Linked DNA regions of Sus scrofa: all the other regions are linked to region 3. Evidence: chromatin contacts called from public Hi-C and HiChIP or PLAC-seq data. All regions are on one chromosome and are shown on one strand. The core of a region is the stretch at or near the end of the contact, and the rest is flanking DNA. Distances in the headings are between cores, read along the strand shown. Region 1 overlaps TCF4 (transcription factor 4). Region 2 has its middle 140 kb from the start of CCDC68. Region 3 overlaps TCF4 (transcription factor 4).

Region 1 (3,483 bases), core at 317-2,816, 170 kb before region 3:
TGAATCCATTATACATCACACTCCCCACCCATACTTGAATTTAATTAATTTGAATAATAGATTATGAGAAACTTGAAATTAGGAACTATATATAAACTTTATTCAGTTTTTTCTGACTAAATATAATATATCTTCTTTGTGGAGATATCCAATATTAATATTTTGAAGACTGAAGATTCTAATTTTTGTTTTTAAAAACTTAATATGAAATGTGTATATTACTTTTTAACATTTTATCATGAGCATTTTTCCAATGTTCTTAGACATTTTCAAAAACATGATCTTTTAAAGGCAGCATCATATCCCATCATAGGTTCTTCCAAAATTTATTTAAACAGTTTCCTGTTGACCACTGTTTGGAACAGCCTTGTCTTTAAATACTTGTCTTCATTTACAAAGATATTAGGATAGTTTCCTAGGGAATTATTAGGTGAAAGGCTCTTTACATATCTTGTCAAATTGCTGTCTAGGAAGGCTGTGCCACTTTGCATTATTTTTATCTTATTAAGTTGGTATTGAAAAATCTGGTATCTGATTGTTTTTGTTTTAAAGTAGGTATTTTCTGGATTATTAATGACATTGGACATTTTTCAGGATCATGATTCTTATTATTTCATGTGTTAAATAAGGTGTTATCTGGAATTGCAGTGAATGCTACATGTCAATTAATTTAGCTCCAAATCTAATGCTTTGTAGTGATAATCAATTATTTTTAGTTTTTCACAAATCAGCTTTTGCTGTCTTTGTAACCAAAATGTCTGCCTAAGTGCAAATTACATTAGTTGAGAGTTAGTCTTATTTTACTTTTTGAGTATTATTTTTCAAAGCTGTCATTCTGTATAATTTTCTCCCTTTATATCATATAACTTTATTGAGAAGTGTAATTCTGCCTGGAATTATTTAGCTTTAGGTAAAACTTCTTTGTCTAAGAAATAGACTCTCAGGTATAAATACATTTTTGTTTTAAAAAATATTTTATTTAGGCCAAAGTTTTAAATCACTCATTGTATTTGACTGAATTTATAGTGTATTTAACCTTCATTCTGGAATACATTTTAAAACTCTCTTTTTAAAGTGCTTAGTGCAATTTTTATATGAAGTAAAATAAAAGTTGCCATTTTCACAAGTGAGTGTTTTAGTGGTAAGGCTGCTCTTTTGCTGTGTGAAATTTCCAAACTCCAGCATAGGGATTGAATGAAAATATTTATATTAATAAAGCAGCATAGGTAAATATTTTCAATTTCAGAAAAAAAGCAGAAAATGCCTCTTTCTTTCCTGTTGGAGTTACTTTATTATCTAAATCTAGGTTGTAAATCCACAAGTAAAACCAGCATTTTATTAGAATCTCATGCCATTCGTTCCATCTAATCAAATCATACCTCGCTGAACTATGTTCAAATACGTTGAAAAATAATTTACTGGCGTTGTGTTGAAAAAGAATATTAAAAGTATATGTGCGGTGTAGAGGAAACACTCAAAACAGATCTACCCAGACATCAACAGGATATTATTACCCCAAAGAAATGACGACAGTTTGCCAGCTAGATGCGTAGAGGAAGGAAATTTACAAACATCTCCAAGAGAGGCATGTTGAGGGGTTGAAGGAAATGAGGCACGTCCTGCTTTTATTGTGCTTATTGGAGTGGGATTCCCAGAAGACTGAACAAGGCTGTCCTGAGACCTCTGTTTGGCAAGGATCTTGTTGACTCATATTTTATTTTTGTTTCAGTAAAGGTCTGCTATTGTTCAATTTTCTACTGTGGCTTATAAACACAGAGCCAATATCATTTCCCCATCTATTGACTGATGTTTACAAATAAATGAAAATCTGCCGTCATCATTAACTCATGTTCTGTTTCCACTAAGCAAAGAAGAGGAACAGAGACGTCTCCTTAAAAGATGGACCTTTTACGTGGAGATCTCAGTTCACGTTGTATTTCAGAGTTTGCACGTTGTGTTTCAGAGTCTTAATCACCTGATATATTGGGGGAATTTATTACTTCCTTTTCCTATGGAAGAGGAAAAAGGAGATAAATATTTACAGAACCTGGGTTTCAAAAGCCTGCTTTTCGATTAAAATGTTTGATCTCTCAATGTCTGAGTCCTCTGCTTATAAGTTGAATCACTGGACCTTTATGTCTGAGATCATAAGACTTTCAGTTGGAAATGCCTGGTTTAGAGTAATGAATTCTTATGATGCTTTGAAATATTTAAAAAATTTCTGTCAAGTTGTACACTGAAATGGGAAATATTATAAACATTTCTGCTTGTTTTCGCTCTTTTTCTTGTATTTATCAAAATGCTGAGTGTCATAAATCTCTCTAGACAGAGAAGTACGGGAATGGAAATCTTTGGTTTTCTGCTGTGACTCAGTCTGAGGGGCAAGCGGAAGGCTATCTCTGGAGTTTTAGGTTATGAATTTGTCCCCTTAATTCTGAGTCAGAAGATGTGGTAACTGTCACTCTTATTCACTGAGTGACACCACACTTGGCTTTTTGTTTAGAAGACATTTAAAGGAGACACACATGAAAGGGAAAAATGGTGTGAGAAAGTGGAAGGCTAATGTTGGTTAAAATCTGGTTTTGCTTTCATTTCTTTTATTTATTCCTTAGGATGATTGCTTTCGATAATTTTTTTTTCCCCAGTCATTTTAATGTCTGAAAAATTCCAAAGAGAACTGTTATTTCAGCCCTTCAAAGGTATGTTTCAGGGTGAAGATAGGGACTGATCACCAAAGGAATTTCCCTGGCGGGAGTCCTAACATTTTAACTTCCCATGATTTTTTTTTCACCCTCTTTTCCTTTTATTTTTGGCTCTGACTCCCAGGAATGTCTGGTTTAAAGGAATTCCCATGGGAGGCAGGTTTGGATGATGTTGAAGGTTCTCCAGGTGCTTCTGAGGCAGGATTTTGAGAAATGATGTTCATTGAGAGATAAGCCGCGATTGTTCTAGTGCAAAGGGGCTGAGGATTTGGGGGCAGTCATTTCTGGATGTCACATTAGGCCACTGGAGGTTCTGTCCCTGATGGTCTGAGTTGCCTGTAAACTATTTGTTAGAGGTGGTCATTCCCTTAGCTCTCCAGTTTTCTAGGAGAACTTACTTTGGTAAATTCTGACTGATGGCCTCTTTTACATACTCTATTGGCAGGGGGTGTCAAATATTTTCTGAGTAGTTTTCTACACAGTGGATTAAGGCTAAAAAAATAGGTAGTAGAACCAGCATTTGAGCTGAGTATTTGTGGTGGCGATGGTGGTGGTGATAGGGTGTGTGTGCTTGGACACATGTATACATGTGTCTGTAACACCTGTATGTTTTTTGTTGCTGCAACTGCTTGCTTTTAGGTAACTTGAATTTGAGCAGAGAATAATTTAGATAATATCAAGGCTTTGGATGTGTTAGTCCTGCATGAATAGGATTTAAAATCTGCCATAGGTGTAATATTGCTTTAGGAAATCCATAATACATGGGAATAGTAAGTTGACA
Region 2 (3,563 bases), core at 490-2,989, 220 kb after region 3:
ATATTTCTCCCTACCTCTCCTCTTTTTGCTTCTTTCCTTCCTTCATAAAACTATATTCTGAAACCTTTAGGGGGAGGAAAGGATTGGGAGGGTGGGAATAACATATACACACTGCTGTACAAAATAGGTGATTAACAAGAACCTACTGCACAGCACAGGAAAATCGACTCCAGTTTGTCATCACCTATATAGGAAAAAATAATGGCTATATTTATATATATGGATGATTCACTTTGCTGTACACCTGAAACTAAGACAATATTGTAAGTCAACTATAGTCTAATAAAGTTAAATTTTAAAAAAAGAAAATATCGTTTCACTGATAATAACAACTGAAGATTTTCTAAAGTTCTCTATTAAAAAGGTAAAAATGCAACTATATTCTGAGGGCAATCTCTGTGCCAGGGACTTGGATAACCATTTCTATCATTTCTAGGCTCTAAACAGACTCAAACAAGACCAGTTAGTTAGTTCCTGGTTTCTGAGGAGTCAAGGATCCTGTTTAGATGTGAGTTCACGGAAACGGAGTTAATAGGGTTTCTCAGTCGCTGGGAAAAAAAAAATGCCTTCACTTTAAGAAAGAAGACAAAAAAGTATGTGACCAGTCTGGTAGTCAATTCCAGTGTGTGTTTGGAGCAGGAGGGGGACCGCTCTGAATGTCCAAGGGCAGCGGGCACACAGTCAGGCAGCACAGAGCTGGGACCAAGGCCTCCTGACCAGGGAGAGGTGCAGACAGCAGGCAGCACTTCCATGCGCAGCCCGAGACTCATTTCTGTACCTGGCCCAGCCTCCCAACCCCATCAGCTGTCAAGTTGCTGGGAGAAAAGTGCTATGAAGGCAATGGGACTCATCTCCTTCTAGCTGTTATTCTATGCTACTATGGTCATGACTTCTGTTTAATATATTCTGACCGGCAACAGCATCTCAGTGCTCGGCAGACCACAGAACTGAGCATGGCTGTTGCTGTTATACAATAGTCTGAAATTTTAAATCTACAGACCCAGGATCCTCAGAGAAGGAAGGGAAGGCTCTGAAGAGTAAACAGCAGGGGGTACGTCCTCAGTCCACGATTTGGTAACCTTGATCTCAGGCCTCGTCCAGAGGACTCTCTGCCCAAATTGCCCCAGAGGACATCGATTTCTTTTCTTCCTCCCTTCTTCCCTCCCTTTCCTTCCCTTTCCTTCCCTTCCCTTCCCCTTCTCCTTCCTTCTTTCCTTCCTTCCTTCCTTCCTTCCTTCCTTCCTTCCTTCCTCTTTCTTTCTTTCTCTCTCTCTTTTTTCTTTCTTTCTCTCTTTCTGCCACTACCAAGGCATGTGGAAATGCCTGAGCCAGGGATTGAACCAGCACCACAGTAATGACCTGGGCTGCTGCAGTGATAATGCCGCTGCGCCACAATGGACCTCCTAGGACACTGATTTTGGACACCTTAAGAAAGTCTTTTCAAAACCAGCGAGAATTCAGAAATGACTTGATGGGCTTAAGAATTTAGTTTGTTTTGGCTATTGGCAGATTGCAGAGAGAAGGGACCCCATGACAAATTAGGATCAATAATCACTGGAAATATCACATTTCCCATTTTGCTAATAAGCAAGTCACTGGGAGACTAACAGCCGACAAGAGCTCAGTCCAGACTTTGCCTGGCATTTCTAGCATCCCAAATTAGCAGCAAGTGTCATCAAGCATACAGGAGGAATTCCAGAGGAACCAAATCATTGCTCTCCAAATAGATGGAGAGAGGATGTAGTGAGGGGTCAGAAGTGGAGAGGACAGGCACAGGAAACCTTTGTGGTGTCATTTCTGTCCCAGAACAGGATGCCGGAAGGTGAGGGGTCAAAGCAAAGGGAAGTCTAACATCATAGTACAAAACGTAATCAGGAATGATTGGATTTTAATTGTTTCATTCTTCAGGGCAAGTGCTGCATGATCACTTAGCCATTGAATCTCTATTGTTTTACATTTCTTAAAGTTTATTTTTAATTTAAAGTCAGTAAATGAAAGGTTCAACAAACAAAAGTAGAGGTGGGGGAGAAGTCAAGGAGGAGCTTGTTAAAAAATGCAAACACTGAGGGACTTTTCTTTCTTTTCTCTCCTTTTTTTAAAATTTTCCCACTGTACAGCAAGGGGATCAAGTTATCCTTACATGTATACATTACAATTACATTTTTTTTTCCCCAAGAGGGACTTTTCTGTTGGACTCTCTCAAGCTGCTTCTTCCACTGGATATCTGGGTTGTAATTTGGAGCTTCAGCTCTGGCTTTGGCCCTATGCAGCTTCCTTGGATGTCCAGTCTTACCAAGTTATCTTTCTATAAACTCTCTTCACCTTCTGGTGGTACATAAAGAAGGACTCTTCAGCTGGCCAAAGAGGGAGTAGAAACTTTCAGCATCCCTTGGATTACCTGAGGTTCCCCTCACCCCAACAATTCCAGATGCTTAGAACTAACAAGCAGTTCATTGATAGTGTCAATATCAATGGTAAAGAAACCACGAATGATATCTCTCTTTACAAGTGAATTTCCCATGGACGATCCCAGTCTATATCCACCAGGGAGAAAGCGCACATGGCTCAGGTAACAACATGCAGAGTCACATGTCCCCAGTAGCTAGAGTGTTGGGGGTTGGAGAAAAGAGTTCACAAACCTGACCTCGGAATGTGGAAAGCTCTCAGTCTCTGAAAGTGTTCTCCCAGGTGGATGCAGCATCGTGTTCCAAGTTCTTCCAGGATCCTCCAAAATCAATGTGAAGTTCTTTGGAAAAACTTGCATGGTGTTCAGAGGGTGCCCATCTGCTATCGCCCTGACTGTCTGCATTTTAATTTTTGAACTCTAGTCCAGGAAACCTTCCTCAAACTCCACTCCATTCCCTGACAGAGTACGGGAAACTCCACCTTGGGACTTTTTTGTACTCGTGTTCTCCCATATCCTCAGGATGGCACTAAAACTGGGACTACAAGAGCTGCATGTAGGCATGACACATGATGGGAAATGATGGGCTCTGTCAGATGGATGGTACCCCCAGTACCTCCCATGGGCAGGTCTAGCCACTCAGCCCTAGCAGTAGAGCTGGGCTATTTTCTGAATATAAGAACCATAAGGATACCTAGACTGTCTTTAGAGAACTTAGCTATTATACCCTCACCTCTCAGGTCAACTTAATGGCAAAGATTTAAGAAGGGAAAACATGATTCATTTGTTTTCATTCACTAGACAAAAACCTATTGGATACCTACTCTGGGCCAAGCACTCTGCTGGATTCTGGGAATATAAGAGTTAGCAAGACAGATATTTGTCTGTCCTATGGATAAAACACAATAAATAAATAGGATGATTTCAAGTTACGATCAGTGCTATGAAGGTAACCAGCAAGGGACAGAGGTAGAGAGGACGGAATACTTTAGCTGGGTGGTCAAGTTCTGCTTACAGAAGTGGCCTTTAACTTGAAAAGAATGAGAAAGAGTTTTGTAGGCAAAAAATGGGGAGGAGAGGGAGAGAGCACTGCAGGGAAAACAAACAGCATGTGTATGGCTTAAGGTGAGAAAGCTTGTGTGTTCCAGGAACTGGATGA
Region 3 (3,421 bases), core at 33-2,532:
GCTTTCCCAGGGACAGACCCTTCTCTGGGAAGTGGGAGAGAAGAGACCCCTCAGAGCTACCCGATATTTGTAGTCATTGCCACCTTGTGGATTACAAAGGACATTGGTTTGCATCAAACTTCCATTTCAGTTTGGCTTTTTATGGCAAGTGCTCTTTGGCAGTGGATTGCTGAGTTCCTCACCAAAAGGATCCTGGTTTGTTCAGCAACACCTCACTTCTCTCCTCACAGTTCATTTATGATTCTGATGAGAGTGTTTTTTCAGGAAACACACATTTCACTTTTTGACCTAGGAGCATCTGTTAGAATTTTTTTTTTTAATACTACTTTGGCATTCTGAAAGTGTTAATGTCTCTCCTATCTGTTTAATGCTATTTAGGGATATTTATGATCACCTCTTGGTTACTCAGGGTAAAGTGTGTCGCAATTTTTTTTAAACAGACAGGAAAGCATTCACATGAGGAAACAGATTGCTTTAAACATGTGCTTCCTGTGACAGTAAAAAGAACAAATTAGATTTAACACTGTGTAATGAATGCATGAATGTGTATATTTAAGCTTTTCAAAGCTTTATGTTCAGTTCTGGTCACAAGTAAAATTGAGTCACCTGTAAAAATTAAAGATGCCTCGGTTATTCTCAGATTCCTGAAATGTCTGGGAATTGAGCTTCTCACCTGAGGCTGCCTCACTGGAATCATGAAGAGTAGGCTCTGTTAATGCTGGAGAGGAGAACGTTACTGGCACATTCAGGGGTTAAAGCAGGTTAGAGTCAGATTCTGTGCCTTTAGCGAAGAAAGCAGATTTGTTGGATGTCGTGGGGTGGGGGTGGGGGGAGCAGCAAGGCAGCATTTTCTTGCTGTCTTCCTCCCTCTCTGAGAATCAGTGAAAATAACCTATTCTTCTGCACTCCAAATTGTCCTCTTAGATGAAAGAAAAAAGAAGAGAATCTGAGGTTGACTTCATAGCATCTACTAAGATTTAATTACATAAGAAAAGGAGTCCTTTTCTTATGTAATTCACTTTGGGCTCCTGTAGGCTGCCTGGCAGGGAGTGAATAGAATATAGGTTCATATTTCCAGTTAGACACAAGGATTGAATTGGAGGGCATGAATCCTCTCCCCCAGAAGAGGCTCTCCTTGCCATTTCTGGCTGAGCCCCGTGGATGGTGCGTTTCCTTCCCCTGTGCTTTTCAAAGCTGAGGATTTGTGGCAGTCTCGCCACCTCTCTGGCCAAGGAAGGCCAGGACAGAGTCCCTCGGGGGAGGGCACAGAGTTCAGGGACATCTGACACTCTTGTGTCGCATACTGAGGTACTAATATCAAAACAGACTGCTTGTCCCCGCACGGTAGGGCAGTGCTTTTTTTGGCTGCCGTGGTCGAAACGAAATGGGCAAGCTGTAGCCCGCTTGGCATCAGAAGGGGCTAAGGGAAGCTGGGAGATCAGAGTCAGACTGTGAATAAAAGTAACAGCCAATGGTTAACTTCCTTTTTGTGTGTCACTTGGCAGCGATGAGACTGATGGCGAGTTTTTTTTTTTTTTTTTTAAACGTGGGTGAGAGTTCAGTGCCCTAGGAAGAGCCGTAGATGCTGTCATTGTGCTTCCTTATACAGTTGACTTGCGTTGATTTCTTGAGGCCACTACAGCTGTTCCTAGTGCCAGCTCCGGGAGCTGTATACATGGCCCGTCGGACTTCGGCTGAAAAAGGTAATCAGATGAGAGGTGATCCACACAGAATCTCGCTGCTGATTACTAGGAAGTCACCAGGAAATCAGATTCTCGCAGAAGGCAGTGGTGCCAAAGGATCAGATAGGCACTTGAATGGATGTTCCCTTGTATGCAGACATCCAAAAATCTTTTAAAATTGTACAACTCCACACCCCTCATCTCCCATCAAAGATTCAGATCAGTTTTGGATTATCTGGAAAATGCAGTGCTAACAGAGCTGGGTTGAAGTCAGATGAAATTAACTGCTGCTTTTTGGGAGAGGTTGTGGTTCTTGGGCTAGTCGCATTGTTATTTTTTATTTTTTTATTTTTTTGAAGGGTTCATTGGAAGGGAGTTGGGGAGAATTTCTAACCTCCCTCAAGATTTTCCTCCCATTTCTCTGTTTGCAGAGAGCTAGCTGTTCCCCAAAGGCGAAAAGAGCGAGTTGCCATCTTGAGCAGGGAATTGTGTATTTAGTGTGCACCAAATGGTCTCAAAGTTAGCCTGAAATTTTCAATATATCTAGTTGCTTTCATATCCTATTTATCCCCCCTAACCATTTGTACAAGATATCAGTAGGATGACCAACTTCTGACAACCCTAAAAGCAGGGAAGGAAGCTTAGAAATAGAATACCATTTGTCTGGTAATTAGAGTGTATCTCTTAAGAGTTCGAGAGAATTCTGATTAACCTTTCTGTTCCCACATTCTCACATAAAATTAGCACACCTTTTAAATTATTATCTAGTATTTAAACACACATTTTTGAGCCTTCTTCATGCAACAGGTTCTGGAGACACTAAAAGTGTGTTATAGGTTTCTAAAAAACTTCATTTTTCTTACATTTTAAATGTTCTGTTTGTGCAAAATTTCGAGAATCACCATAAGGGCTTCTTTGCATTTTTAATTTAGTAACTAACATATGAATAAATTTGCATATTAATTAGTTGCAGATTAAATCATGCATACATAATTGCCTCCTTACTGTGTTTAATGTTTGTCAAAATCTCCAGCCTGGTTTGATGGATGTCGTATGAAAGATTACAATTTGATGTACCCTTGGAAGTATTTACACCAATAATGCAAGATTCTTAATAGCAGAATTCTCTAGTTATATACAGTTACTAATAAACATGTAAGATAGGTACATGTCCCTTTGACTAAAATTTTTTTCTTTGCACCAAATCATTTACTATTCATAATCATTAATGCATCTCCTAATTATACAGCATATGTCTGTTAACCCTTTCACTGCTGGTCTTCAAGTGGTAGTTTCTTTTCTTTCCTTGCCCCCTAAAGAAAGCAGATTATTTGATAGGATTCAGAAATAACCGCATTGCCTTTTACCTGTTTCTCTTCTAGTATGTGGACACACCTCCTTTGCCTTTTACTTGAAGGTACAGCTGAGAATTATATGATCACTTTATATTTTCCATTTAAAGATCAAGAAATGACCCATGTGCCCACACTTTGTAGCTGATGGGCTTTTGCCTCTCCTTTACCTGTGCTGAAAAGAATTCAAATATTTCCGATACCTTCATATTAAATGATTTAAAAATATATAGAGAGAAACTCAATTTCAGAGGATACTTGTAGGATGAGTAAAATTATTTAAATTATATTTTATTCCATTTTGAATATTGTAATGCCTTTCATGTATTATCATCCAATATAGGATGGATATGTTTTTGTTTTTGTGTTTTTGTACTAGGACTGAGA

Evidence for each region. A called contact is a pair of places that touch in the nucleus more often than the background predicts. HiChIP or PLAC-seq counts read pairs in DNA pulled down with a chosen protein or histone mark.
Region 1: a Hi-C map of retroperitoneal adipose tissue shows a contact between it and region 3, with 1.7 times the contacts expected there. The contact joins two enhancer-like sites. A contact is called at or near these places in 3 of 47 Hi-C or Micro-C datasets (heart right ventricle, retroperitoneal adipose tissue and skeletal muscle) and 1 of 2 datasets of contacts at active chromatin or transcription factors (skeletal muscle).
Region 2: an H3K27ac HiChIP or PLAC-seq map of skeletal muscle shows a contact between it and region 3. The contact joins two enhancer-like sites. A contact is called at or near these places in 3 of 47 Hi-C or Micro-C datasets (embryonic fibroblasts, mesenteric adipose tissue and retroperitoneal adipose tissue) and 1 of 2 datasets of contacts at active chromatin or transcription factors (skeletal muscle).

Annotation. Positions count from the first base shown.
Region 1 is chr1:105,003,509-105,006,991 of Sscrofa11.1, reverse strand. All of the region lies in intron 3 of TCF4 (transcription factor 4), which reads left to right. Among named protein-coding and RNA genes, the nearest start is that of TCF4, 75 kb to the left of the region's middle. Within about 2 kb of position 1,566, at least 28 of the 83 cell types and tissues checked have an H3K27ac peak or open chromatin away from gene starts, as enhancers often do. A contact at or near this core is called in retroperitoneal adipose tissue and skeletal muscle, where this site is marked.
Region 2 is chr1:104,611,522-104,615,084 of Sscrofa11.1, reverse strand. No RefSeq gene overlaps it. Among named protein-coding and RNA genes, the nearest start is that of CCDC68, 140 kb to the right of the region's middle. Within about 2 kb of position 1,739, at least 3 of the 83 cell types and tissues checked have an H3K27ac peak or open chromatin away from gene starts, as enhancers often do. A contact at or near this core is called in skeletal muscle, where this site is marked.
Region 3 is chr1:104,830,927-104,834,347 of Sscrofa11.1, reverse strand. The region is part of intron 8 of TCF4 (transcription factor 4); the gene reads left to right. Among named protein-coding and RNA genes, the nearest start is that of TCF4, 250 kb to the left of the region's middle. Within about 2 kb of position 1,282, at least 21 of the 83 cell types and tissues checked have an H3K27ac peak or open chromatin away from gene starts, as enhancers often do. A contact at or near this core is called in retroperitoneal adipose tissue and skeletal muscle, where this site is marked.